2 separate regions of the Rattus norvegicus genome follow, and region 2 is linked to region 1. Evidence: chromatin contacts called from public Hi-C data. All regions are on one chromosome and are shown on one strand. Each heading gives the region's core, a stretch centred on a gene start, on an enhancer-like site or on the middle of the called end of the contact. The rest is flanking DNA. Distances are from core to core; before and after follow the strand shown. Region 1 has its middle 99 kb from the start of Rxra. Region 2 holds the start of Olfm1 (olfactomedin 1).

Region 1 (3,164 bases), core at 178-2,677:
CAAGCCCCTGCTACAACTTCAGCATCAGGGGCTAGTGCATCTCAGTTCGCTCTGGCAGACACAAAGGTCTTCCTGCATACTGTGGAGGCTCTTACTGACCACTCGGGGTCCCCAGCATAGATCTAATGGGGACACAAGACAGATAGGTGCCTCCCACAACAATGGGCAAGACTTCCTTGGGAACTTTTTCAGAGCGGTTGCTCCAGCAGTAGCATCACTCAGCAGACATCACTTCCCAGCCTCAGGAGAACAAACACAACTCCCTAAGGCCTACCAGCCCTCCCCTCTCCTTGAGCAGGTCACAGGAGATAACTTCAATCAGGTTAATCCTCTTGTAGGCCTGTCTAAGATGGCCGCCATGCTGCCTACCCAGGAGGCTCTGTCAGACAGGGGCCAGAACAGAGGCTCCAAGGACAAGCCTTTGCTGGCACGACTAGACCCAAATCCAGATGTCTGCCACTAAGTGGTGCTCAGGATTCAACACAGGCTGACTGAAAGTCCCACAAAGGTGGTCAGCCCCACTAGTGGAGAACAACAGCATAGGTCAACCTCAGGGCCCCCAAAGGCAGTGGGAAGGGTCAAAAGCTCAGCAGCTATTTCCACAGGGGAAAAAATGCCTTCAGGCCTCCCAGGGGCTGTGACTCAAGGGTCCCTGCTGCCAGATGGCTTCTTGTCAGATTGCTTGGGCCCTGGCTCCTGTCACAGTGAGGGCTGCTCCAAGCAGGGCCCTAAGGTCAGCTACGTAGCCAATAGGACCTAGGCCTCTCATCCTGGCAGAGACAGAAGTCAGTAGGGCCCAGCCAACTTAAGTCCAGTGACAAACGGTATGACCTGAGCTTTCCCACCTACAAAGTGCACCATCAAGCTGTGGAATGGCTCACAGGACCTAAAATTCCACAGGTTTGTTCAACCCTGCTATAGGAGCTATAGGGCCTGAACCCTGCAGGGCTGTGTCCCCAAGCATAGCCCTCCACAGACGCTCACACTGTTGCCCTGTGCAGTGGGCATCTTCATCAACAATGCTATGTCACATTCTTAAAACCAGTATGAAGCTGTTTGTCAGACCTATGTCTGTAACCATGCACAAAGATGACAGGACCTGTGTCCCACACATCCTCACAAGCAGCCTTTCCACTCGGCGGAGCCTGACTGCAATGGCAGAAAGTGAGCAGGCCTACGGGGGAGGCTGGGGACCCCTCCTGGAGGGCTGAGCCTATGATTGATTGCATGTGCCAGTGTCCTTGTGGTACCTCCTCATACACAAAGACCAAACGGGTACGGCACCTAGCTCAGAATTGTTCTGGGTCAGGAGGGACAGAAGGACAGCGTCGTGTGAACAGCATTCCTCCTCCCCACGGTACATGGCAGCCAAGATCTGAGGACACCATGAGAGGCATGACACACAGCCCTATAAAACCACAGGAAGCACGGAAGAGTTGCTGGAACCGGAGGACACCAAAAGAAGAACACCCTGAAGGCCATAGCCCTTGTCAGGCCGTGGGGGCGAAGGAGGGATGACAGGGCTTGCTGGAGAAAAGTCCAGGGTGCTTCGGTCCATGGAACTAGCGATGTAAGAATGGGGTGAAGCTCTTGCCCAGCCTCCGTCACATGGAAAGCCTGGATAAGAGAACCCAGGACAGCCCTAGAGAGAGACCCTGGACTCTGCACTTCCGGGGAAACCCATCAGCCATCCCACTCCAAGCAGGGCTAGGAGAGAGCTCGGGAGGTATTTCATGTTCTGTGTCACCAAACCATGGCGCGTTGCGAGCTTCATATTTTCCCACTGACGTCAGCGGCGTGGTCTGAAGCGGCTGCAAAAGCCTCGGCAGCATAATTGCAGCTGTCTCCGCAAAGCGAAGTCAGATGGTTTTTCCGACCTCCAGCCCCCGCTCCTCCCCCAGGCCTCTCTCCTTTTTATTATGTTCCTTGGGCCCCATCCAGATGTTCCCTGCAACAACAACCCTCCAAAAATTTACAAAAAGGGAGCGAGAGCGAACAGCTTCCTGCCGGCTAGGGTGGAAGTGGCGACGTGGCAGTGTGGGGGCAGCCACGTCTGCAGGCCTGGCGGGCGGGGGAGTGGCCACATTCAAAGAATCAGGCACATCAGACACCCTTTAAAGTCCATGTCTTCTCCACCCCATGTCCTGGGTCCTGGGGACATGGCTGAGGGGCCAGGGGATTCACACTGCCTCTGGCTCACATGGGGAAGGCTGTGGCTGAGCAGAGACCAAGGCACTGTGGTCAAGACCAGGCCGGTGTTTAGACTGACTTAGCATCATGCCAACTACACGTGTAGCTAGGGTCTCCATGCTATGGAGGTGGTGCCTAGAGCTTCCATTAAGATTGGTCTTCATCTGAGCTGGCAGCTGGGATCACCTCACCCGGATGAGAGCACCAGCTGACAAGCGCAGCCCCTGACCAGGTAGAGCAGAAGAGATGGGGTGGACTCCTCAGTTTTGGGGAACAATCATCGGAACCTCCAAGCCAAGGAAGGGTCACACAGGAGCATGCTGGGTTAGGCCTTCCTTACAGAAGAACTATCTCCCAGACTCAGGAATGGGCCTCGAACTACTAGGCCACAGGCACTCTGGGAGAGCAGTCCACAGTGACACACAGTATGTCCTGCCATTCCTGGATACCAATGAAGCCTTTGTGGGAGCAATGGCCAGCCTCTAACTGACCCACAAAACAATAATCCCCAATGCTATCTTAAAAGATGTTGGCCCTACCCAGTCCATCGTGCCCTGGAGTGCTAACCCAAGTAGGCAGAGTAGAGAGACAGAGTTGAGGCCAGCAAGGGATCAGCAAGCTATGAAAGGGGTCAGTAAGCTATAATGCAAGGCCGATGAACCCCAGGCTATGAAAAGAATGACCCGTGACACCTCCCTGTCTCCTGCCCTCCCAACCCATCACTGAAATGCTAGCCCTAAAGCTTCGGAGATCACCTCAGACCCAGGGATATGCTGAGGGCCTTGGAGCACCTGGCAGTTCCCATAATGCTTGGGGCTTTCTTAGGGACAGGATGCATGCAAGCACTAGCAGAGAGGACAGAGCCCAGGAGAGACCAAGCCTACACTGGCACAGGTTCCCATCCAGAGGAGACATGCTGCCCCCCCCCCCCGCACTGTCTCCTGAATGTGTGTGAGCGAGCCAGGTCAGCCTAT
Region 2 (3,233 bases), core at 117-2,616, 440 kb before region 1:
CATCACTCCTGGCACTAGGGCACTAGGGAAACTCATTTTAAAACAACAGGAGAGGCAGACCCAATAAGAGTCATTGATGGTGGCAGTTGGGTCAGAGACTCATCCGTCACCTGCCACCTGTCCTTTCCACAGAGAAGGTTAGGCCAGGTCCCCTCATTAAACGGTGGTCTCCATCTATCACAGAAGTCATCCTTACCCAGACCCTGCACCCCAAACCCCGGCCACCGCTCCCCACCCGCAAGCTGCTGAGGACATGGAGATTGTGATTTCCATTTCAGAGGCCGGTAGAGAGGGGTTGGGTGAAGGCAGATGGGCAGCTGGGTAGCTGGGTCCCGCCCAGCTCCTCTCAACCTCCTCCGGAGTGGATGCTTAGATCTTCGAACCGGGATGGGAACACAAGGGTCCCTTGGGATTTAGGGGACTCGAGTGAGATCACAAGCTCTGATCTGGGCCGGTCCAGTCCGCCTTTTACAAAGTAGGGCGAGCTGAGTCCTGGCTGGACCTAGCCCACAAAGGGCTTTAAGCAGCATCTCCACCCCTTACTTACTGAGTGACCTTGGCTAAGTCCCCAAGTCCCTAGCTTCAGTTTTCTAAGCTTTGCAAAGAAAGATTTCCTAAAATTAGTGAAAGAGGACTCTGGACTTTTGAACCCCTCCCACCACCAGCAGAGCTGGTGTCCTCAAGCCCCTCAGGGGGACCGGGCGCAAGAAGCATCGCCCCGAAACGCCAGAGTGCGGGTGGTGGCCGCAGCTGGAGTCGCTGCTAGGCTGTAGGGCGGAGGGTGGGCTCGTGACCCCGGTCCCTGCATCCCTCCCTCCCAGGGTGACCCCATCCAGTGCCGCACCGCTGGGCCAGCCCGGGGTTTCGACCCAAGAGGAGGCAGAAGGGAGGAGGGGCCGCGAGGGCTCAAGGCGGGCGCACTTACGCCGGTGCTGCGGTCCAGCGTCCCGCCGCTGGCGGCCGAGAGCCGGGTGGTATTGAGGCCCACCAGCGAGGGCAGCGTCTGGGACATCCAGTTGGTGATCATGGCCATGGTGCTTAGCACGACCCCGATCTTCAGCAGCGGCACCGACATCGCGCCTCGAGTGGTCTCCTGCGCCCGCGCCGCGCCGGCGCCGGCTCCCGCGCCCCGGGCAGCCTTAGGCGGCGGGCACCAGGGCGGGCAGGGGCGCCCGGCCGCGTCCCCGCGCCCCCTCCGCCCGCCGCCGCCCGCCCGTCTCTGCCTCCCTCTGCGCCCTGGCCATCGCCGCGCCGCCCCGGCGCCGGGAGGTGACCAGGCGGCCCTGCCTGGAGCGCGCTGCCTGCCCGCGTTGCCCGCCGCTGCAGCGTCCCCGCGCGCTCCGCTGTCGAGAAGGGCCACCAGGTTCTGAGCACGGCGCGGGATGTGCGCGGGGGCCGCGGCCGGGGGGCGGGGACAAGGCCGGGCGGCGGCCGACGCAATCTGCCCAGGAAATGGGTGGATTTTTCCTCCGAGCTCTGGCTCCGCGCTGCCCCCTGGCTGCAGGCAGCGAGGTCTGCAAACTCGTCGGCCGAAGAGTTAGGGTCATCCAGGAGGATGGATAAAACCGTAAAACAATAAATAAAACCTCAAGAATCTCGCATGGGACCCATTCACAGCCCTCCTTCCCCAACTCTCTTGGTCACCCTCATGGCTCTGTCTCGCCGAGGCCCGGCCTGCTGCAGGTGGATGGAGTCCAGTCAGTTTGGGGTGCCTCCTGAGCCCCAGCGGGAAAATAGAGCTTGGGTGGAGTCTCTAGTGCCAGCGCTGGAGTAAAGAGGTAGCTACAAAGTGAAAGACACTGCTGGGAATCTTGGACAACTACCTCAGAAGGAAGGGGCAGTTGGAATTCCTAGCCGGGGGAACACCTTGGGTTTCTGGGAGCAGATTTGAACAGAGGGGGATTGACTGGATTTGACTGGAGGGGGATGGTATGCCCGCTGTGCACAGCGGGGGATGAAAGAGAGTGTGCCCACCTACCATCCGGAACTGCGGAAAGCGTAGGGTTCAAGAGGAACTAGAGGGACCACACCCTTGCTTGTGGGCTGTGGTACATGCGTCGGAGGGTAGAGTATCTGATGTCCATGCTGTAGGCTTAGATGGACAGGGGTCCCTTTCAGAGACACAGCTCAGGGGCAGGGCAAGCTTCAGCAGTGTCTGTGCCAAGACTTGTAAGTCTCAGCCCAGCAGCACAGCCGGCAAAAACAACTTCATAGTGCTTTTGACTTTGAAGCAGCCCTCTAAGGTGAGGAAAGCCAGATCCTGTGGGCATTCCTCCAAGTTGTTCCAGCCCCAGGCAGGGAAAGTCAGCTTACTCGCACCCCTCCTACCTCCCACTGCACTCTTGCCCACCTGGTCAATTATAGACTCCCTGAAAGGGGTTTGGAAGAGACGTCAGAACAAAGGCAGGCTTCCTGGTGGCTGCCAAGAGGGATATGACATCTTCCTGGGGCTTGTCTCTCTGTGTTCAGTACCCATTTGCAGAGAAAACTTCAACAGCCAAGACGATTCTGGCCTGAGTGCTGGGTGTGAGCCCTGCTGGCTCTAGAAGTCAATTGGAGTTGTTTCTCTGGTTAATGCATGGCATTCATTGGTGCCTTCGGTTTTGGGTCAGATGCCAGCAAATTACAACTGTTAGGGAAGGGCACCATCTCTCAGTGAAAGCTGGTACTGCAGACCAGTCACACCCAGTGGTCTTGCTGGATTCAGCATCCAGAGATGCCCTACTTCCCCTGCCGTGCATTTCCCCATACAGACTCAGGGCCGTGGCTGTGTGTCTACTCACTTGCTTCTGACGACACAAAGGTAATACGCACTTAATGTTTATCAACAATTTCAAATCCAGCCCAGTCCAGTCCTCAAAATTCTCAAGCCATCTCAGGAGCCACCCCTTTTATTGAATACCCACTTGGTGCAAGATACAAGGTGCAGCACACACTAAGCTCCGTGCCAGATGCAGCATGGTGACCATAACTGTCTTTGTTAGGCACACTCCATGGCCAAGCACCAGTAAGCCTTTCCCACTGTCTGTGGGCAGATGTCCCTCCCAGAGGTCAAGGGACTTTGGGGTCAAGCAGAGCTCTGCCATAAACTTCCACGAGCCTTACTGTGACTCAGCTTTCTCATCTGTAAAATGGGCTTAACAATAGTACCTTTCCTCTGTGGTGTGTTATTAGGATAAAGAGTTAGTGTAGGAGTAAGTCCGGCCGGCTCTGGTGACAGTCATTGTCACCTT

What was found. A called contact is a pair of places that touch in the nucleus more often than the background predicts.
Region 2: a Hi-C map of Schwann cells shows a contact between it and region 1, with 14 times the contacts expected there. The contact joins the promoter of Olfm1 here to the enhancer-like site in region 1.

Annotation. Positions count from the first base shown.
Region 1 is chr3:31,485,689-31,488,852 of GRCr8, reverse strand. No RefSeq gene overlaps it. Among named protein-coding and RNA genes, the nearest start is that of Rxra, 99 kb to the right of the region's middle. Within about 2 kb of position 1,427, at least 19 of the 93 cell types and tissues checked have an H3K27ac peak or open chromatin away from gene starts, as enhancers often do. A contact at or near this core is called in Schwann cells, where this site is marked.
Region 2 is chr3:31,929,469-31,932,701 of GRCr8, reverse strand. It overlaps Olfm1 (olfactomedin 1), which reads right to left and starts at 1,366. Exons shown (of 6, transcript NM_053573.1): 1 at 926-1,366. The coding sequence starts at 1,075.